Linked DNA regions of Mus musculus: region 2 is linked to region 1. A link is a contact called in public HiChIP or PLAC-seq data. All regions are on one chromosome and are shown on one strand. The core of a region is the stretch at or near the end of the contact, and the rest is flanking DNA. Distances in the headings are between cores, read along the strand shown. Region 1 holds the start of Got1l1 (glutamic-oxaloacetic transaminase 1-like 1). Region 2 has its middle 13 kb from the start of Adrb3.

Region 1 (4,163 bases), core at 213-2,712:
CTGTGTTTCAAAACAAAACTAACACAACCACCAACAAAACCCACAGCTAAGTCAAGGCCCATATTTGTCACCCCTGCACTGGGTGGGGGTGAGGTGGAGGCAGGAGGATCAGTTTTAGGCAAGCCTGGTGCAGAGTGAGTTTCAGGTGATCCAGAGATGTAAGCAAGATAACCTCTCAAAGCCAAAACCAAAACAAAACAAACAAAAACAAAAAACAAAAACAAAAAAACCCCACAAACAAAACAGACAACAACAAAGCCAGCTGAAACTGTTTCATTTGAGTTTTAAAGGTTAAGATTTACATACAAAATGAATTAGGCATTTCATGATGTCAAGGCCTGATTTCTATATATGAAGGTCTCTGTCTGTCTCTGTCTCTCTCTGCATGTCTCTTCTTTGTCACCTTTTCTTGCCCTCTAGTATCAAGCACCCCTTGGCTGGCCTTGAACTTTCTATGTAGCTGAGAGTGCCCTTGACCATCTGATCATCCACCTCTCAGGGCTGAGAGCTCAGGCATGTGCCATGCCTGGTTTATTTGATAGGGAATTATGCAAGCCAGGGTGTGTGTGTGTGTGTGTGTGTGTGTTGGTCCAGTGGTTAAGAGCACAAACTGCTCTTGGAGAGAACTCATTCAGTTCTCAGCATTTTTGTCAGGCAGCTTAAAACCACGTGTAAATCCAGCTCTGGAGAGAAATCAATGCCTCCTGGCTACCGTCTCAAACACTTGCATGAATGTACACATGTATACTCTCTTTCTCTCTTTCTCTCATACACATACATACAATTAAAAAAAACGCAAACAGAACAAAACAAACACACAAACAGAAACCTATGAAGGGAGGAGAGAGAAGCAAGGTGGTGCCTCCAGTCCTCGGGAGGTGGAGGCAGGACCAGAATCTGCCCAAGATCATTTGCAGCTATTTTGTGAGTTCAAGGCTAGTCTAATTTACATGGGACTGTAAACAAAACAAAAGAACACCGGAGAGAACTGGGAGGAACTAGAGGGGATGAAGAAGCAGATTAAAAAAAAAAAAAAAAAAAAAAAAAAAAAAAAAAAGGATTGGGTGAGAAGGAAGAAAACTTGATTCCTCTCAAAAGTCCCCGACAGGTATGAGGTGACTCGGGTTGTTCACTGATCTTCTCTGCTCTGGGCAGTTCCCTTAATAAACGAAAGCCTTTCCAGCAGCAGAGACGTGAGCTATTCTTCAACCCTCCACTAGGGACACTGCCCACGTACAGCCAGTTGAAACGTAGAAAATCTTAAACCCTGAAATGACTGCCTCCTACCTTTGTAGGCCAGGAACAACTTGCTGGGATAGCCATCTTGCCTGTAGATCTTTAGTAAGCTGCCTTCTAGCTTCTGGGCTGTGGGTACATCCCTGAACACAGAAAGACTGGTCATAGTTGAGCACGTGCGGTGCCAATAATTTCAGGCCTCTTTCTTCCAGAACCTTGGCAGCGCTGATGCACGAGGCTATGGGGCAGTGAGTTGTCAGAGCAACAGAACCTCAGGACTCCCAGTCTCCAGGGTAGCAATGTTCAGGACGTACAGGAACATTCCATGGCCCTGGAGGAAAAGTGCCCAGGGAGAGCAAGCAACAGGGAAGAGTAAACAAACACATGGGATTCCCAGGCACTTCCTCCCAACTCATTGCTGGCTATAGCTCCCGAGCAATTCACCTGAAATAACAAGTCAGTCTCTAGAAAGCAGGACAAAGCTGTCAGCCAGTGAGCTAGACAGGGCTGCCCCAACAGAAGCAAACACCCTACGGCACACAGCAGCGTCAATCAAGAGCTCAAGTCACACTCTGATGCAAGTGTTCTCTTTTTTTTTTCTTCCATTTTGTTTTCATTTTTTTTTTTTTTTTTTAGGGAGCAAACGCCGAGTTTATCAAGAAACAGTTTTTAATATACATTTAAGGTGGGTGTGAAGGGAGGGCAGGCAGCAGGGACTGCAGAGACGGGATTGGTCAATGTATTAGGACCAGGTGACCGTTTTAATATTCGGATTTAAATGGACCATTTGTATCATCCACTCCAAAGCTCAACGGGGAACAGCATAGAAGTTAGGGAAAGAATGTAAGAGCTAGAGGAAGGGACAGGGACAGTTGAGATGAGAGGACAGGCGTGACATGGTCATTGCGCTCTCAAACTCCCAACAACCGTAATTACCTGCACAAGATAGGACTTTATGCTGGTCTGTTTTTCGTCAAGTTGAGGAAAATGCTTGAGAAAAGGCCTCCATGAGGCCAGCCCGTAATTAGGTCTGTAAGCAGGGCTGTGTGGCATTGTCTTGATAATGATTGATGTGGGAGGGGGCAACCCACTTTTGGAGGTGCCGTTACTGGGCCAGTGGCCCTGGATTGTGTAAGAAAGCAGAACTTTGGGGCTGGCGAGGTGGCTCCGAGGGTAAGGCCACTGACTGCTCTTCTGAAGGTCCTGAGTTCAAATCCCAGTAACAAACATGGTGGCTCCCAACCATCCATAATGAGATCTGACGCCCTCTTCTGAGGTGTCTGAAGACAGCTACAGTGTACTTAGATATAGTAATAAATAAATCTTTGGGCCGGAGTGGGCAGAGGTACTGAGTTCAATTCCCAAAAACAACATGACGGCTCACAACCATCTGTACAGCTACAGTGTACTCATATACATAAAGTAAGTAAATAAATTAATCTTTAAAAGCAAGCAAGCTTTTTGTTTTCTTCAGTTCCTGCCTTCGGGTTTCTGCCTTGCTTGAGCTTCAGTGATGGACTGTGATCTGGATATGTGCCCCCAAAACCCCCTTTCCTCCCCAAGTTCCTTTTGCTCATGGTCTTTCTCACAGCAATAGGCCACTAGCCACATGGTGTTGGCATATAACTGTTATCTGCTGTTGGTGTTAGATGTCTGAGGCAAAGTAGAAAAACAGAAGGCAGATAGAGACCAGTCTTACTGGAGCAGGCAGGACTGTTTATCTCAAAATAGCAAGGGACAGACACTCTTCTGCAGGAAGGGGATACTTGGAGCTTATATGAGAAGTATGGGGAATGGAAAGTTAACTGCAAAATGCTGGGGCTGTGTGCCTGCCTGCAGTTTCTCCCTCTGCACTTATTTGTCCAGACAAAGCTGTTTTATCTTTAGAAAATGTCTTTCCCAATATCAGGATGCAGGTGATGGAGGGTACCTGCATTTGGCAATGGCAGTGAGGGGTAGGGGCTGGAGTTTCAATGTAGGGACAAGGGATTTCAGCAAGACTTAGGGGAATGGAAAATCACCTAACACCAACAGCTCCGTTCTCAAACCATCTGGAAGCCTGTTCTCTAGTATTTCTTTGGAAGCTGAATCTCCAGTGGCAGACACAGGTGCAGGTACAGGTGTAGGTGCAGGTGCAGGTGCAGGCACAGGTGTAGGTGCAGGTGTAGGTTCAGGTGCAGGCATAGGTACAGGCACAGGTGCAGGCACAGGCACAGGTGCAGGTGGAGATGCAGGAGGGAGAGGACATGGGAACATCCTGGCTCAGTGAATAAATGCTAGAGGGAGGTCTTCTTCCTATGGCCTTGGCAGGGCTACCTGGCACAGTAAATACTAATACAGGAACACCACTGTCACACTTATCTTAGTTGGTTATCTTAACCTTTGAAATATTTATGAGAATTCAGGAAACAAAGCCTTGCTTTCTCAGTGTTAGGACAGATGGTAAGCTTCAAAAAAATTTCTTTCCTAATCTTCCTTTCATTTTGCATTTTAAGACCAGATATTGCTGTGTTTCATGCTGTCAATTCTCCTGCCTCCACCTCACCAGTGCTGGTATGTACTGACACTCACCAGTGCTGGTATGTACTGACATGCCTGCTCTGGAGGGGAATTTTTGTCTAAACCAGAGCTTTTTTTATGTATATATAATTTTTATTTATGCTCAAATGGCCTCTTATTTACCACACTATGTATTTAGAACCTGTGTGAATATTAAAGGATAAACAAAAATCTGATAATTCGGGTGCCATCACCGTGGTACAGCAAAACAAAATGTTTCATTTCATATCAGAAGTCTGAGCATACTAATACCAATATATTAAAAATGTGGGTTGGATTGGGCGTAGTGGCCTAAGCCTGTGATTGGGTTAGAAGAGAATTTATCTCAAAAGAAATAAATTAGAGGGGCTGGAGAGGTGGCTCAGCGG
Region 2 (4,350 bases), core at 97-2,596, 39 kb after region 1:
GATTGGCAGCAGGAAAAGAGTGTGATTCTGGGGCTGGCTTGAGCATTTGAAACCTTAGAGCCCACCCCCAGTGACTTACTTCCTCCAACCAAGCCACACCTATTCCAACAAGGTCATACTTCCTAATAGTGCCACTCTCTGTGAGCCAAGGGAGCAGTTTTTACTCTTATTCAGTTTATTCAGTCCTGCAGGAACACAATAGATTAACTTGCAAAGACAATGGCTATAAGCAGGCCCAAACCAGGTTTTTTTTTTTTTTTTTACATGCCTTTTTGTGTGGGCTGTGAATTGAAGGTACTGGTCACTTTTACAATGGGTCTTCCTGTTTGTAGTGGTTTGAATGAGAATGGCCCCCAAAGGCTGTTGTATTTGAATGCTTAGTCACCAGGGAGTGGAATTGTCTGAGAAGAATTAGAAAGATTAGGGGGAAGTGGGTCGCAGGGTAGGCTCAGAAGTTTCAAAAGCCTGTGATAGGCCCAGTATCTCTTTCTCTGCCTGCTTCCTGGGGATCAGGATGTAAAACTTTGAGTTACTTCTCCAGCATCTTGCCTTTTCCACCAAGACGTTCATGGGCTAGCCCTCTAGAACGGTTGGTGAGCAGGTCCTTAATCAAATGCTTCCTCTTACAGGTTGCTTTGGATTTAGTGTGTACTTAGCAATCTAAGTTTGTTTGTTTAGTTTTGTTTTCTGTGTAGCCTTTGGCTGTCCTGGAACTAACTCATTCTGTAGACCAGACTGACCTTGAACTCTGCCCCTGCCTCCCAAGGGCTGAGATCAAAGGCACGTATCACCACCATCAGGCTATGATACTGTTTAAAACAACCTATTCAAGAAAATTCCTGCCCAGAGGCTGATGTTTTAGTAGATTCCAGATGGTCAAACTGACAGCCAGGATTAACTACCACAAATCCCAAACACTTTCTGGTTGAATTTAAAGCCTGCTCTTCCAGAAGGAACTCAAGCCTGGCTCTACTTACCAGGACCAAAACCCTGTGGGTCATAGGGGTCATGGGCCCTTGGAAAGAACTGACTGCTATAATTTTAGTAGATGGACACGGTATTAAACCAACTTCTAGTGATTTATACTCACAGATTAGTACAGCTCTTCGCCCTCATCAGAGAAGTTTCTTTTGCCATAGATGGTGATTACCATAGACCCACAACTAGCCCAGGTGCAGAGAATAAGAGACTGTAGAATGCTTAGCTCTAAATGTGCATCATCTGGTTTTCTCCCCAAGTCCAGGGATCGCTACAGAAGAGGGGATAACAATATAAGAACCAGAGGTGGTGGGTGACTTAGTGGGAGACACTGTTTCCTTGATGAACTCAGTGGTTGAGACAGTGCATAAGATCTATGCAACACCAAGCCAGACAAGATCCCAGCATGGGGTAGGGAGGGGGTCATGAGGCCCCACCCCTAGCCAAGGAAAATAATTAGCAAAGGATGACTCCTGAGAGAGGGAGGATCAATTTTCTTTCTGGATGTGGCACAAAAGAAGATATTCATACTCCAGTAGATGGATCTAAACCCATGTACTTACAGGCAGCGTTAAATGGACTCAATAGGTTTAAAAAAAAAAAAAAACAAAAACAAACAAATAGCAAGACACCCAAGGTGGTGTACACCTTTGATCCCAGGACTCAAGAGGCAGAAGCAGGCAGATCTCTGTGAGTTCCGCACCAACCTCATCTACATAGTGAGTTCCAGGCACGCCCAGGCTACAGAGTGAGACCTTGTCTCAAAAAAACCAAAACAAGGTTAAAAACAAAAACAAGCAAATAAAGAGAAAAACAGAGCACCTGAGCTTGGGAGGGAAAAGTGGCACTGGGACAAGGGGGGAACTTTTGGAGGAGTATTGGGGTGGAGTTAATCCAAACATATCCTGTGCATGTTTGAAGTTCTCAAACAATAAAGTAGAGACCCACCCTGTAAAATTATTACAAGGCAAGCCAGGAGCACTGATTTATATTAAAATGGTTTAAAGAGTCAGCGCAGGGCTAGAGAGTTGTCTCAATGCTCTCTGCTCTTTCAGAGGATTCGGGCTCGATTCCCAGCATCCATAGGGTAGCTTACAGGGGAGCTAATGTCCCACCCCTCTGAGCTGTAACTGCACCAGGGGCACTTATGATGTACACAAGTAGCCAAAAGTGAAATTCCCAAACAAAAATAAAATAAAATAACAGATTGTGTTTTGGTGGACAGCAAACCCAAGCTCCTTCATACACTAAGCAAGCATTACCACGGAAATAGATCTCTGCCCTGGACTGATTTACCAGGGGTGATGTTATTGAATATACATATATATATATATACATACATACATATATATATATATATTTGGTTTTTCGAGACAGGGTTTCTCTGTGTAGCCCTGGCTGTCCTGGAACTCACTTTGTAGACCAGGCTGGCCTCGAACTCAGAAATCTGCCTGCCTCTCCCTCCCAAGTGCTAGGATTAAAGGCGTGCACCACCACGCCCGGTGAGTTTATATTTTTAATGATCAACCTTTATCTTTTAGTGATAGAGTCTGTGTACGTATTGAATGGTGAGCTCACTGAGATCCCACTTAAAACAATACAGTGGTAGAATGAGGCTGTCTATTGGTCACTATGGGAACTGGTTAAGGGCCATGGGAAGAGAAGTGCTATTTATCCTCTCTGCTTTGGTGTGTGTCAGAGATAGTTCATAATAAAAAGTGAGAGCGAGATAGAGCCCCACAGCTTTCTGTAAGAATAGCACGGTGTGGGTGGTACAAGAAGAGCCACCAGCTCTCCCCACCCCACCCCCATTCCACCCCAGCCTGGACGGGTAGAAAGAAGGATTCCTGAGAGACAGGAAAAAGAGCAAGAGCTGGGTACAAAGATGGGTGAAGGCGATCTTAATGGTGTAAATACAGAGGTGAGTGTGCAGCTTGCTGTAAATATTCCTGCAGGGCTTGACCGCTCCTAAAACAGATCTGAGCTCTCCGGGCGTCCCAGGGGCTAGCCCTTTTAAGTTCATTTTGATGTTTGTTGATCGCTCGACTTTGTGTAGACCAGTGGGTAGCCTGTCTGGGATTGCTATGGTTTGGAAGTGAAATGTTCCCCCTAAGCCAGTGTGTTAAGAGCTTGGTCCTCAGCCTGTGGTACTACCTGGAGGTTCTTGAACTTTAAAGAAAGGGAGACTAGTTGGAAGCAGCTAGGTCACTGAGTGTAAGCCCTTGATGGGGATATTAGGACCCTGGCTCCTTCATGTTTCTTTTAGCTTCATGGATACCATGAGGTAAATAGGTGCCCCCTACCACGTACTTCTACCATGATATACTGCCTCGCTACAGGGCTAAAGCAATATGGCCCTGTAACCATGACTGAATCCTCCAAAACACTAAGAGAAATTCAACTTCCCACCCTTATGAGTTTGCTTCTCTTTCCTCGTCACAGCCACTAAAAGCTAGCACGGGGGCTCACTCGTCCTTGCTGGGAAAACTCAGGCTGATGTTGGGGGCTTCTTGGGGAGGCCTTGGTTTCTCATGTGGTGAATCAGGTGCACCCCACTTACCAGGAGCTCCACATGGAGTGCATGTGGAGCTCTGAGGCAGCTGTCAGACATCTCTACCTTCTGACACTGGGTGCAGATAAGAATGAGTCTAACCTCAGTAATGTTGCAACCTAAGTGGGCAATTGATGTTTCTTGGCTTGCTTCCGAGAATCCCTCAGGAATTCTCCTGAGAAGTAGGGGATGGGAGAGAGAGGGAGGGGAAGACACACACACACACACACACACAGAGGCAGACAGAGACAAAGAGATAGACAGAGACAGACACACACACATATACAGAGAGACAGAGAGACAGACAGACAATCTTCTTCCAATGCCTGTCCCAACCTTTCCCCGTATTTCATGCCAGCAGACCATTGTGTCCAACTGTTCCTCTACCAGAAGAGATCTTCCCCAGGGACCACTGTCTTTTCTGCTCTCAGGCCTGAGCATGACAAGGCTGTGGTAAACCAGAGGCTGGCATCTGGGAGAGGTCAGCTGGGGGATGCAGACTTCAGCTGCTTAATGTTAGCAACTGCTTACATGTTTGTCAGGAGCTTTTTCTAGTCTGTCCAAGGACGGGGAGTGTGTGTAGATACTGTGGAGGGATAGCTTGGGGATCCTGCAGAGTGTCTTAGTTAGGGTTTTACTGCTGTGAACAGACACCATGACCAAGGCAAGTCTTATAAAGGATGTTTAATTGGGGCTGGCTTACAGGTTCAGAGGTTCAGTCCATTATCATTAAGGTGGGAGTATGGCAGCATCCAGGAAGGCATGATACAGGAGTTGCTAAGAGTTCTTCATTTTCATCTGAAGGTGACTAGCAGAATACT

The links. HiChIP or PLAC-seq counts read pairs in DNA pulled down with a chosen protein or histone mark.
Region 2: a contact with region 1 is called in an H3K27ac HiChIP or PLAC-seq map of embryonic stem cells, with 15 read pairs. The contact joins the enhancer-like site here to the promoter of Got1l1 in region 1. A contact is called at or near these places in 6 of 39 promoter capture datasets (the 3T3-L1 cell line, 3T3-L1-derived adipocytes, embryonic stem cells and 2 more), 1 of 15 datasets of contacts at CTCF or cohesin (the G1E-ER4 cell line), 12 of 484 Hi-C or Micro-C datasets (B cells, the C2C12 cell line, ECoMG myeloid progenitors and 9 more), 10 of 115 datasets of contacts at active chromatin or transcription factors (CD8 T cells, craniofacial prominence, embryonic limb bud and 4 more) and 3 of 9 other capture datasets (adipose tissue, liver and pancreatic islet).

Annotation. Positions count from the first base shown.
Region 1 is chr8:27,201,085-27,205,247 of GRCm38.p6, forward strand. It overlaps Got1l1 (glutamic-oxaloacetic transaminase 1-like 1), which reads right to left and starts at 1,463. Exons shown (of 9, transcript NM_029674.1): 1 at 1,288-1,463. The coding sequence starts at 1,402.
Region 2 is chr8:27,240,270-27,244,619 of GRCm38.p6, forward strand. No RefSeq gene overlaps it. Among named protein-coding and RNA genes, the nearest start is that of Adrb3, 13 kb to the left of the region's middle. Within about 2 kb of position 1,347, at least 21 of the 459 cell types and tissues checked have an H3K27ac peak or open chromatin away from gene starts, as enhancers often do. A contact at or near this core is called in embryonic stem cells, extraembryonic endoderm stem cells, liver and 1 more, where this site is marked.